Linked DNA regions of Sus scrofa: regions 1 and 2 are each linked to region 3. The links are chromatin contacts, called in public Hi-C and HiChIP or PLAC-seq maps. All regions are on one chromosome and are shown on one strand. The core of a region is the stretch at or near the end of the contact, and the rest is flanking DNA. Distances in the headings are between cores, read along the strand shown. Region 1 has its middle 71 kb from the start of PODXL. Region 2 overlaps PODXL (podocalyxin). Region 3 overlaps LOC110257572 (a long non-coding RNA gene).

Region 1 (2,827 bases), core at 83-2,582, 660 kb before region 3:
TGCCACAGCGAACTAAGAAGGACCCAGCGTTACTGCAGTGACTTGGGTACCTGCTGTGGCACAGGTTCAATCCTTGGCCTGGGAACTTCCACAGGCCATAGGCTTGGCATAGAACAGAACAAAATAGAATAGAACACAGTAGAACAGAACAGAACAGAGCAGAACAGAATAGAACAGAGTAGACTAGAGTAGAACAGAGTAGAACACAACAGAATAGAATAGACTACACTAGACTACACTAGAACAGAACGGAACAGAATAAAGGATCTATTTACAAAAGTGTGGGCAGGTTAGAGAGGAACCAGGAGAGACGGGGCTATACCCTGGGGCTGCTAACAGGATACCTGTCACCCTCATAAATGAAGGGGGGAAGGATAGGACCATCACTGGATCCTGAAAGGAGAAGGTCAAACAGGATGGCACACAGGCAGAGCTGGCGTTCCTCGCCAGCAGCCAGGCTCTTTTGCCACCATCTTCCCCTCATCTTCCACTCTTAGCATCCATCCATCCATCCAACTTCCTGCACCTTCAGGGCCAGAGAGGTGACCTGGAGTCGGAGCTGTTTCCTGCCAACGCCAGTGCTGACTCAGACCCTCATGCTCATCCAGAGGGGCCCATCCACCCCCAGTGCCGGCCTGCAGAGGTAGCTGAAGTTATCATCTTCATCCCCTAATTCAAGTAGACACTCTGGGCTCTCCCAGGGCTTGGCTGTGGAATACAGGGGCCATGGTTCCCCCTTCTAGGGGGGCCCATGCATCTCCTTCCACGAGAGAGCACATCACCTGGCTTGAGTAAGTCCAGAGAGGGAGGCTGGGGGAAAGGGGCCGTGGAATTCCAGGGCTCCTTCCCAATACCCTTTGACATCACTCCCCAAGTTGTACCAGGAACGGGGAAGCCCGTAAGTCCACTTGCAGCTTCTCTAAACAGCAGAGTTCTGGATACAAGGCAGCTCTGGCAGCAGCCCCCACATGGGAGCTCGCGAGGGATCTGGGGCTTTGCCCTTCATCATCATGTCAGCCCGCTGCGAGCCCCGCCTCATCAGAACCATAAACAGGGCCCTACAAAGGGGCGGGGGCGGAGGTGGAGGGGGGAAGGACAGTCAATTAACAAGGAAGTTGAAATTGCGTTATTCCACTTATGAAAAGAATGTGACCTGGGGCCGCGGTTCCAGGTACCTGCTCTCAGCGGCTCTGGTGTTGCTCTGGGTGATAAGGGCGGCTCTGGGGGAGTGAGGATCTGTCTGGTCTCCTGTGAGTGGATGTGCCGAGCAACCCGCAGGGCCCATGGCAAAGAAATCGCCGTCAGCAGGTTCATCCGAGGCTCAGGACTTCCAGGCCTCTGGCACGTCACCTCCTATCTACTCTGTGTTCCATTCTCTGCCATCTAAGATACAACTGAGCCTGATCTGGTTCCCAGCCCAGGCAGATGTGGCCACATCAGGCATGAGGGCTGAATGGATGGGCTACACTACAACAGCATCAGCGCCTATACCAGCATCAGTACGGAAGGCCAGGACTGGGCAGTTTCCTGCAGGCACTGGAGAAAGAACACCCTCACATATTGGCCTAAGCCTGAAATTTCACCCTTAAACATTCATTCCTTTAACTTAAAACACTGAACTTTCAGAAGTTCTCTGTTCTGGGAAAGAGTAGTGACCTGCCACCCCTTCCTGCCAGGTGGCCACATGTTCATTCAAATGGCAGGTTTCCAGAGACAAAGGCCTTGCCCTTGCCTGGAGTACCTGACTCCTGGCACAGAGCAGATCATGGCCTGCTAATGAGGAAATGCTGCCGTAGGCTGGTCCTGTTGAGACAAAACGATTTGGTGGAAAGAGCAGTAGCCCAGGGATCAGCAACCCTGGATCCTCAACTATGTGAGCTTGACATGTTCATTTCTTCCTGAGTCTCAATTTTCCCAACTCTTTTTTTTTGGGGGGGGTGTCTTTTTAGGACCACACCCACAGCATACGGAGGTTCTTAGGCTAGGGTCTAATCGGAGCTGTTGCCACCGGCCCATATCACAGCCACAGCAACGCCAGATCTGAGCCGTATCTGCGACCTACACTACAGCTCACAGCAACACCAGATCCTTAACCCACTGAGCAAGGCCAGGGATCAAGCAAGGCAAGGTCAGATTCGTTTCCACTGCACCATGACAGGAACTCCAGTTTTCCCAACTCTCAAATGAAGCAGTCCCCAGGCTTCCTCCCAGCTCAGTAATACACAGCTGTCATGGGCCTGATGCCCCAGGACTAGCGGGAGGCCCGGCTCTGGCAGGCCTCGTGGTGGGCTAAAGGCAGCTCAAGGTTAAAGCACCCATCCCTTGCTTCCAGGCTTCTTCCCAATTCTTCCGGTCCTTAGGCCTCTCCCATTGGCCCCCAGCCCTGGGTCCCATTCCACCTTCTGGCACCCATCCCAAATGGTTCTCCAGCCTTCTGAGTTCAGACAGGAGCAAGGTGTTTTGCCGCCAGGGTCTGTCCCTGTGCCCCGAGGTTGAATGTGCCCTTCCCAGGAGCCCCCTCTAATGCCTATGTGGAGTGGACCCCTGAGCGAGTGTTACTTCAGAGCTGGGCTTCCAGAGCCACAGCAGCTCGGCCGCCCAGCTCCACACGCTCATCTTCCTCCAGCAGCTGCTTCTGAACCTGAGACCATGGCCGCAGCCCCTCCTTGCACCTCCCTGCCTCCCCGCTCCCCCCCCTCATTGGCTTAACCTCCAGCACCTCCAAACCCCATGCCCTGGGGGTCGTCGTACCGTCATCCACTTTGGCTGGGGGAGCCCCACTTCCCACGGGTTCCTTGACCATCACTATCCCCTCTTCTGGTTAATT
Region 2 (2,910 bases), core at 400-2,899, 530 kb before region 3:
CTGCTAATGAAGGGCAGGCACCAGAATGACACAAAGGACAGAATTCCCTTCCCAAATGTCCTGTAGCAAAGCCTGGGAGAGCATGAAGACAAAGTAGGAAGCTTAGTGATCTGCTGTACATCTTCTGAGCTGTGTAGGTCTAAGAACAATTCTTTTCTGCCAAGAAATAGTTTTGAATGAGCTTTCACATAAAGAGCTTCTACCAGTAGGACTAAGGATCAAAGGGAACCAGACCAGGGAGAGGGGGGGAGAGTAAAGGCGTGGTGTGTTTCAACCTTGTTATTAGCTGATTCACTCGGGTTTAGTGAAAACCCAACACTGAGTGAAAGGAGGGGATTACAGTTTGCTGTGGGTCTTTTTTTAACTTGGTGAATGTTAAACAGTTTGCCCGGCAGACAGGGGGAGCGTGTGTCTTAGTGGACAGGGGTCTAAAGTACACTGGAATTTACTGAGAAACTTGTTTGTAAAAACTCTTAATTATTGCCATTTTCTTATGAAAGTATATTTTGGGAAATTGTATACTGTCAATTAAAGTGCTTTCGTGTAAGCGGGTTCAAGCCCTAGTAGTTTGCTTGCTTGGCTTCCATTCTTCACTTGTGCACGAGTCTTATCACTGAAGCCCCTGAGGACATGGGACACCCAAGCAGCCACCTCTGCTCGTAGTCACGCCCACTTAACTCCAGAGAGTGAGAGAGAAAAGGACCGAAGCTCAAAGGAAAGGGGGCCACCCTGAAGGGGATGGCAGGTCTCCCTGGCGATCCCAGCCGAAAGGGCCTCGAGTTCCCTCATAGCACTGTTGTACCCCCTTCCTCCCCCCTCTACTTCTGCCGCAGATAAGAGAGCGACATGCCTGCCACCAGAGATGCCAGGGGGGCTGTGGAACCCTGACCAGGTCTGAAACCATTGGCAGAAGCAAGGCAAATAAAACTACAAAAAACAAAGGAGTCGAGTCTGGTCTGGTCTTGTTCTGCCCATAAAAGAATCTTTCAGAAGCCTCTGCCTGTCCCTAAGCTGGAGACGTCCAAGGTGATCCTGACCCTTTTCATCTCCTGGGTGGCGTCATCTACCTATGTCTTCACTGCAAGAGGACACTTTTCTCATTCCCATCTTGCAGAAGGGAAACTGAGGTGAATCTGGCCCATATTCATAGTTGCTGTGCAACAATCTCTTCCATTTGCCTGACATAATTTACAAAACATTTTTACGCATGTAGTCATCACTGAATTGTCACCACTCTGCCCATAGGGAAACTGGGTACAGAGACAAGAGATTCTGCAGTCACACAGCTATTTAAATGGTACCACTAGGCCTCGAATCTACATCTTTTCTCTCTCAGCCCTATATTTTCTCAATATCACAGCAAGGCTTGGGTTCCAATAACGGTGAAGTGCGTTTCTAGAAAGCAACTACTGCTACAGTATGAGTTCCCTTTTATGTTGTAGTTCAGAAAGGCAGTTAACAGCCTTAAGGGCGGACCAGAGCCAGGTTCGGGGTATTTTGAGGTTAACTTCAAGAGTGTGCCAAGGACACAGAAAGACGTACAAGTACCAGGAACTCGGGCAGGCCTCTGGCCATGCTTGAGGCACACTGTTCTGAGAATGATTCATAGCTTATCATGACCACAAAGCTCGGAGACTCCGTGCTCTTCCTGAATAGGTCATTCACCCTGCTCCCTCCCTGCCAACCAAGAGGCATTGTTTTGCCATGTCCCCTTGTCACTCATAACCCTTCCAAACCATGTGTTTCTTTTGAACCCCAAGGGGGACCAGAGTAAATAATGAGTAGGACTGGCTACTGTAACGTAGTGATAAATACAGAGATGGCTATTTTTCAACAACCTTGACATTTCATAGATTAAAAAGTTAGTGGGATCCTAGCAAATAGACTCCTAGCTGCCAACATTTAAAAGGTGGAGAAAGGAGTTGAGACTTCCAGTGCTACGCGGAAGTCACGTGTGGATCTAGAAGTAAGCCCAGGGTTCCTGACCCCTGCCCTGGGCTACCCATCCTCACAGCCCACGTGCAGAGGGCAGGTGCCGCAGACATTACCAAGTGTCCCATCTCCCCTCTTGGGTTTTGTCAACCATCAAAACTTACCAGCACAGCAGTGGACAGGCCACTTGTATGGCTTTTCTTTCTTCCTTATAACTAGAATGGGTCTGCAAAGGATAGAACTCACCGCCTTTGCTCTTCCCGGGTGAGAGCCCGGTAGAAGGAAGTCTCCGGTAGGTTTCCACACTCGACGTGGGAGTCGTTGGCATCTCAACTGTGTTAAACACAAAGCCCTCTTTGCTTATTCGCTACCGTCCCACCAGATGACAAATACGTCAAGGGAGAGGAAGTGGTGACCCATATTTCCATCCTCCGGAGGATTAACCCAGGAAAGGCCAATTCCTCACCTTATCACTGCATATCATGTTTTCCTGTTTTGAAAACAAAAGAAATGTTACTTATGAGCCATGCTTAAAGCACACTCTAAAAATGAAAGCTATGCAGTGCGATGGATTATTTGATTTATAAAGAAAAAACATTGATTTGTAAAGAGTCTTATTTTTGTTTTTTAAGAGTTCAGCCCTTAAAATCTTTCCCCTTCTTCTGAAACAGGGATCCAGAATTTTCCCAATCTTTCCCAATTTCTCAACACCTCCAAGGTCTGTTTACTATCTTTTCCAGTTTTCTATTTCAGTTCAGGTTTTTCTTCTAGTTCCTACCTGTACAAATATGTCCCCCTTAAAGAAAACCTGGGAAACACACGTCCAAATTTACCATACAGATAAAATATCTGCTGGTCACTGACAGCAGATTTTTAAAAAACCCACCATTTGAGGAAATAACTTACCAGCATTCTTTAAAAATGGAAATTTCCCCTAGACGCTTTGAAAGAGCCACCAGAACGTCTTTGTTTTAGAAC
Region 3 (2,944 bases), core at 406-2,905:
AAGTTTAGGTCTTTTTTTTTTTAACACGTTTTCTTTATCATTCCTAAATACTCTGATGGATGTTGTTTTTTGAAAATGATCCTGCTTTTAATTCATCACAGAGAAGATAGAAATATAGTGTTGCTTTTGAAAGGAGGGTTTTTTGGGTGGTTTTTTTTCCCCTAAGTCTGGCTTGTTTACTACACCAATGAATAGAGATGACCTCAGTCTGAAAAAACAAGCTAACCATACTCTCTCTCCTTGCCTGGCAAAAAAGGCCTTTATCAAGTAGCAAAAGACAGCAAGTCAGACCACCAAGTCATCATTTTAGCTGATTAGATTTTCCAAAAGACAGAACAGTAAGCTCTCCACGTTTTCACTGCTGAGCAGTGGCTCTTGGGAAATACTCCCAACTCAGTTTCTGTAAAACCTTAAAAAGTCTGGTGACAGTTACTCAGACAGCTGCCCGAATGCAGATGCTACAGATGTGGTTGCCCATGCCCTCGCCCCTGTGAGATTTCAGAATGGGAGAAAATAGCATCACGTCTCTTGCTTTTTGAGTACGAAATTTTTTAATTAAAAAAGAAAAAAAAAAGCCGAATTCTTTGTTCCTTTACACGCCCAGTTAATTCTCTGCAGCAGAAGTGTCCCTGGGGGCCCAAACCCAGTCATCTTCTCGGGCAAATGGCCTTGAGCGCCGCGTGTCTGCGTGCTCTCACTGTCCTGGGGTGGTTTTCAGCAAGTCCCTGGACCTCAACTACTTAGTTCCCAAAGATGCTGTGAGCCTGTGACTTGGAAGTTGGGTTTTTCTCTGTTATGTTGTTTGTTTACTTTCCATGAGCCACACAGAAATCTGGTTGGACAGTCGAAGGGTTCCCACTTTCTCTCCGGGGAAGAATTCAAGCGGATTCTACCAGAGACCAGAACCATATCCTGTCTCCTACAACCTTTGTGGTTTCAGATCAATAGGAGGCCAAATCGAAATGCATTGGAAGTTCAATTGACTTTAGAATCCACTCCAGTCCAAAGAATCTCTAGATTCACTGCATTTGGGCGTGTGGTTTGGGGAAAGAGGATTTTTTTTTTTTTTTTTTTTTAAAGGAGGGTAGCTTTATTCTTTATTTTTTGACCTATGTGGGAAGGGAGAACTGACCTGATTTGGGGGAGAGGTTACAAAAAAGTCAATCCCGGTGAAAGACTGGTGAGCATTCTGCCCCCACCTGAGGACGGCCTGCGCCTGTGAAAAAGCCGGGGAAGGGACCGACATGACAGCGTTGACGCATCCTGGCGTCAGAAGGCCTTAGGGAAGCTCTCAGGCCCTGATGAGTTAAAAAGGCAGAGGCAGCCAGTCAGCGAGTGCCCGCCTGGGCACGGATTTGTTTATCCTGCCCTTCTGAAGTCAGAGCCAACATTCTTCATGGCTTTGAATGATCCGGAATGTTTCTCTCTTGGCAGGGCCGGCTTTGCACACACGGGCGTGTGTACGACTCAGGCCCCCGAGATGTGGGCCAAAGCAGAGCCAGCCTCAGCCGAGGTGTCGCATCTCAGAATCGTCTTGTTTTAGAGCAAAAGGGAAACTGTCACACACAGCTGCTTGTGTCAGAGATGGAGAGACCGAACCTGGGTGGTGGTGGCCAGAGGTCACGGAACTGGAGGAGGGCCAGCGGGAGCCAGGCCGCCCGCCTCTGACCGCACGGCTCCTGTCCAAGCCCGGGAAGAGGCTCCAGGGCGCCCTTGGCCTCCCAGCGGGAGAGGCCGCTGCCCTTTGAGGAATGCTTAGAAAATGACTTGGGTCAGAAAGGAGAGCCTCATTTTTACAAAATGAAACAAATCAGTCATTTATTCGTCATAGGCAGCTTTCCCCAAACTTCCTTTGTCAGTGCGGCCAATTTATTAGCTCCTGGGCTCCCAGAAATAAGAAAAACACTGTCTCTATCTGTGCGCCAAAATGGGAGACTCGACCTACTCCCCCCCACTTTTCTTTTCTCCTTTTGTAGATGAGAACTAACTATTTCACGCTAGTTCTTAATAAAACAAACGCCGACTCCTTCCCGCAGGAGACAGAATTGAGCAATGTTCTGAGAACACGCTGTGCTCCTTGGGGCACTGAGTCAATGTGCTGTTTTAGAAGATGCTCCAGAAGCTTGGAAGTGCCTCTTGGGAGCGAAGCAAAAGGGGTGGAGCCGGGAGCAGTGACTCACCCTTCCTGCCTGGCGGCGGCAGGGAGCCTCCAGGAGCCTGGAGGAGAGGACTCAGGCCCCAGGAGTTCCCGCTGGGCCCACGCGCCTCCGTGTCCTCTGGCCCCACCACCTCTGCACCCATGAGAGCCGCGGAGGAAGCTCTCTCCTCCTGGCCCTCTGCCCGCCGCTTCCAGGAGCCCTGGGAGGACGATGTATCTGTATAAGGACAACCTCCTGAGCCGAGAGACGGTCACTTACCTGAGGAGGAAGAGCCAGTCAGAGCTCAAGGGCTGCAGGGGCCTTCCGGGAGGCGCTGGGGCTGCATCTATGGCTTTGTTGTTACCAGCGAGAAGCGAGTCCCTCAGTCCCAGTAACAGTAAATGCCAGCTGCCTCCCAGTCCAGGGAGACGGTGCCGCCGGGAAGACCAGCCCGTGACCAGCTTCTAGCATGACTTGAAGAAAAAAATCACCATGTTTCGTGCACCTCATCACCGGTGTTGCCTTCGTCTTTCAGGTGAACCAGCGCGGGGAAGGAGAAGTGCTTGGCGTGTCCCCCGCCCCGGCCTTTCCCGGGGATGGCGCTCCTGGGCCCCGAGCCCTCCCCGAGCTGCACAGAATGTTCCCCTAGAAAGGCCTGGGCCTTGGTTTAACTTCCTCGCATTCTTGAAAATTCTGGCTGTCTTGCATTTGTACGTACTTTAAAAATTGTCATCTAGCTAGTGTCTCAAATTTTAAGGCGTGAGTAAAATTCTTTTAGCAGAAAATTACACGCTTAGGGTATAGAA

Evidence for each region. A called contact is a pair of places that touch in the nucleus more often than the background predicts. HiChIP or PLAC-seq counts read pairs in DNA pulled down with a chosen protein or histone mark.
Region 1: a contact with region 3 is called in a Hi-C map of retroperitoneal adipose tissue, with 2.0 times the contacts expected there. The contact joins two enhancer-like sites. A contact is called at or near these places in 6 of 47 Hi-C or Micro-C datasets (alveolar macrophages, embryonic fibroblasts, epiblast stem cells and 3 more).
Region 2: a contact with region 3 is called in an H3K27ac HiChIP or PLAC-seq map of skeletal muscle, with 8 times the contacts expected there. The contact joins two enhancer-like sites. A contact is called at or near these places in 7 of 47 Hi-C or Micro-C datasets (fetal heart ventricle, heart right ventricle, psoas muscle and 3 more) and 1 of 2 datasets of contacts at active chromatin or transcription factors (skeletal muscle).

What each region holds. Positions count from the first base shown.
Region 1 is chr18:17,372,404-17,375,230 of Sscrofa11.1, forward strand. No RefSeq gene overlaps it. Among named protein-coding and RNA genes, the nearest start is that of PODXL, 71 kb to the right of the region's middle. Within about 2 kb of position 1,333, at least 4 of the 83 cell types and tissues checked have an H3K27ac peak or open chromatin away from gene starts, as enhancers often do. A contact at or near this core is called in mesenteric adipose tissue and retroperitoneal adipose tissue, where this site is marked.
Region 2 is chr18:17,493,947-17,496,856 of Sscrofa11.1, forward strand. It overlaps PODXL (podocalyxin), which reads left to right. Exons shown (of 8, transcript XM_003134669.5): 8 at 1-561. MKLN1 (muskelin) reads right to left here. Exons shown (of 19, transcript XM_021078931.1): 19 at 1-2,910. Among named protein-coding and RNA genes, the nearest start is that of PODXL, 51 kb to the left of the region's middle. Within about 2 kb of position 1,650, at least 19 of the 83 cell types and tissues checked have an H3K27ac peak or open chromatin away from gene starts, as enhancers often do. A contact at or near this core is called in retroperitoneal adipose tissue and skeletal muscle, where this site is marked.
Region 3 is chr18:18,028,161-18,031,104 of Sscrofa11.1, forward strand. It overlaps LOC110257572 (a long non-coding RNA gene), which reads left to right. Exons shown (of 3, transcript XR_002340372.1): 2 at 1-2,673. Among named protein-coding and RNA genes, the nearest start is that of MIR29B-1, 10 kb to the right of the region's middle. Within about 2 kb of position 1,656, at least 37 of the 83 cell types and tissues checked have an H3K27ac peak or open chromatin away from gene starts, as enhancers often do. A contact at or near this core is called in mesenteric adipose tissue, retroperitoneal adipose tissue and skeletal muscle, where this site is marked.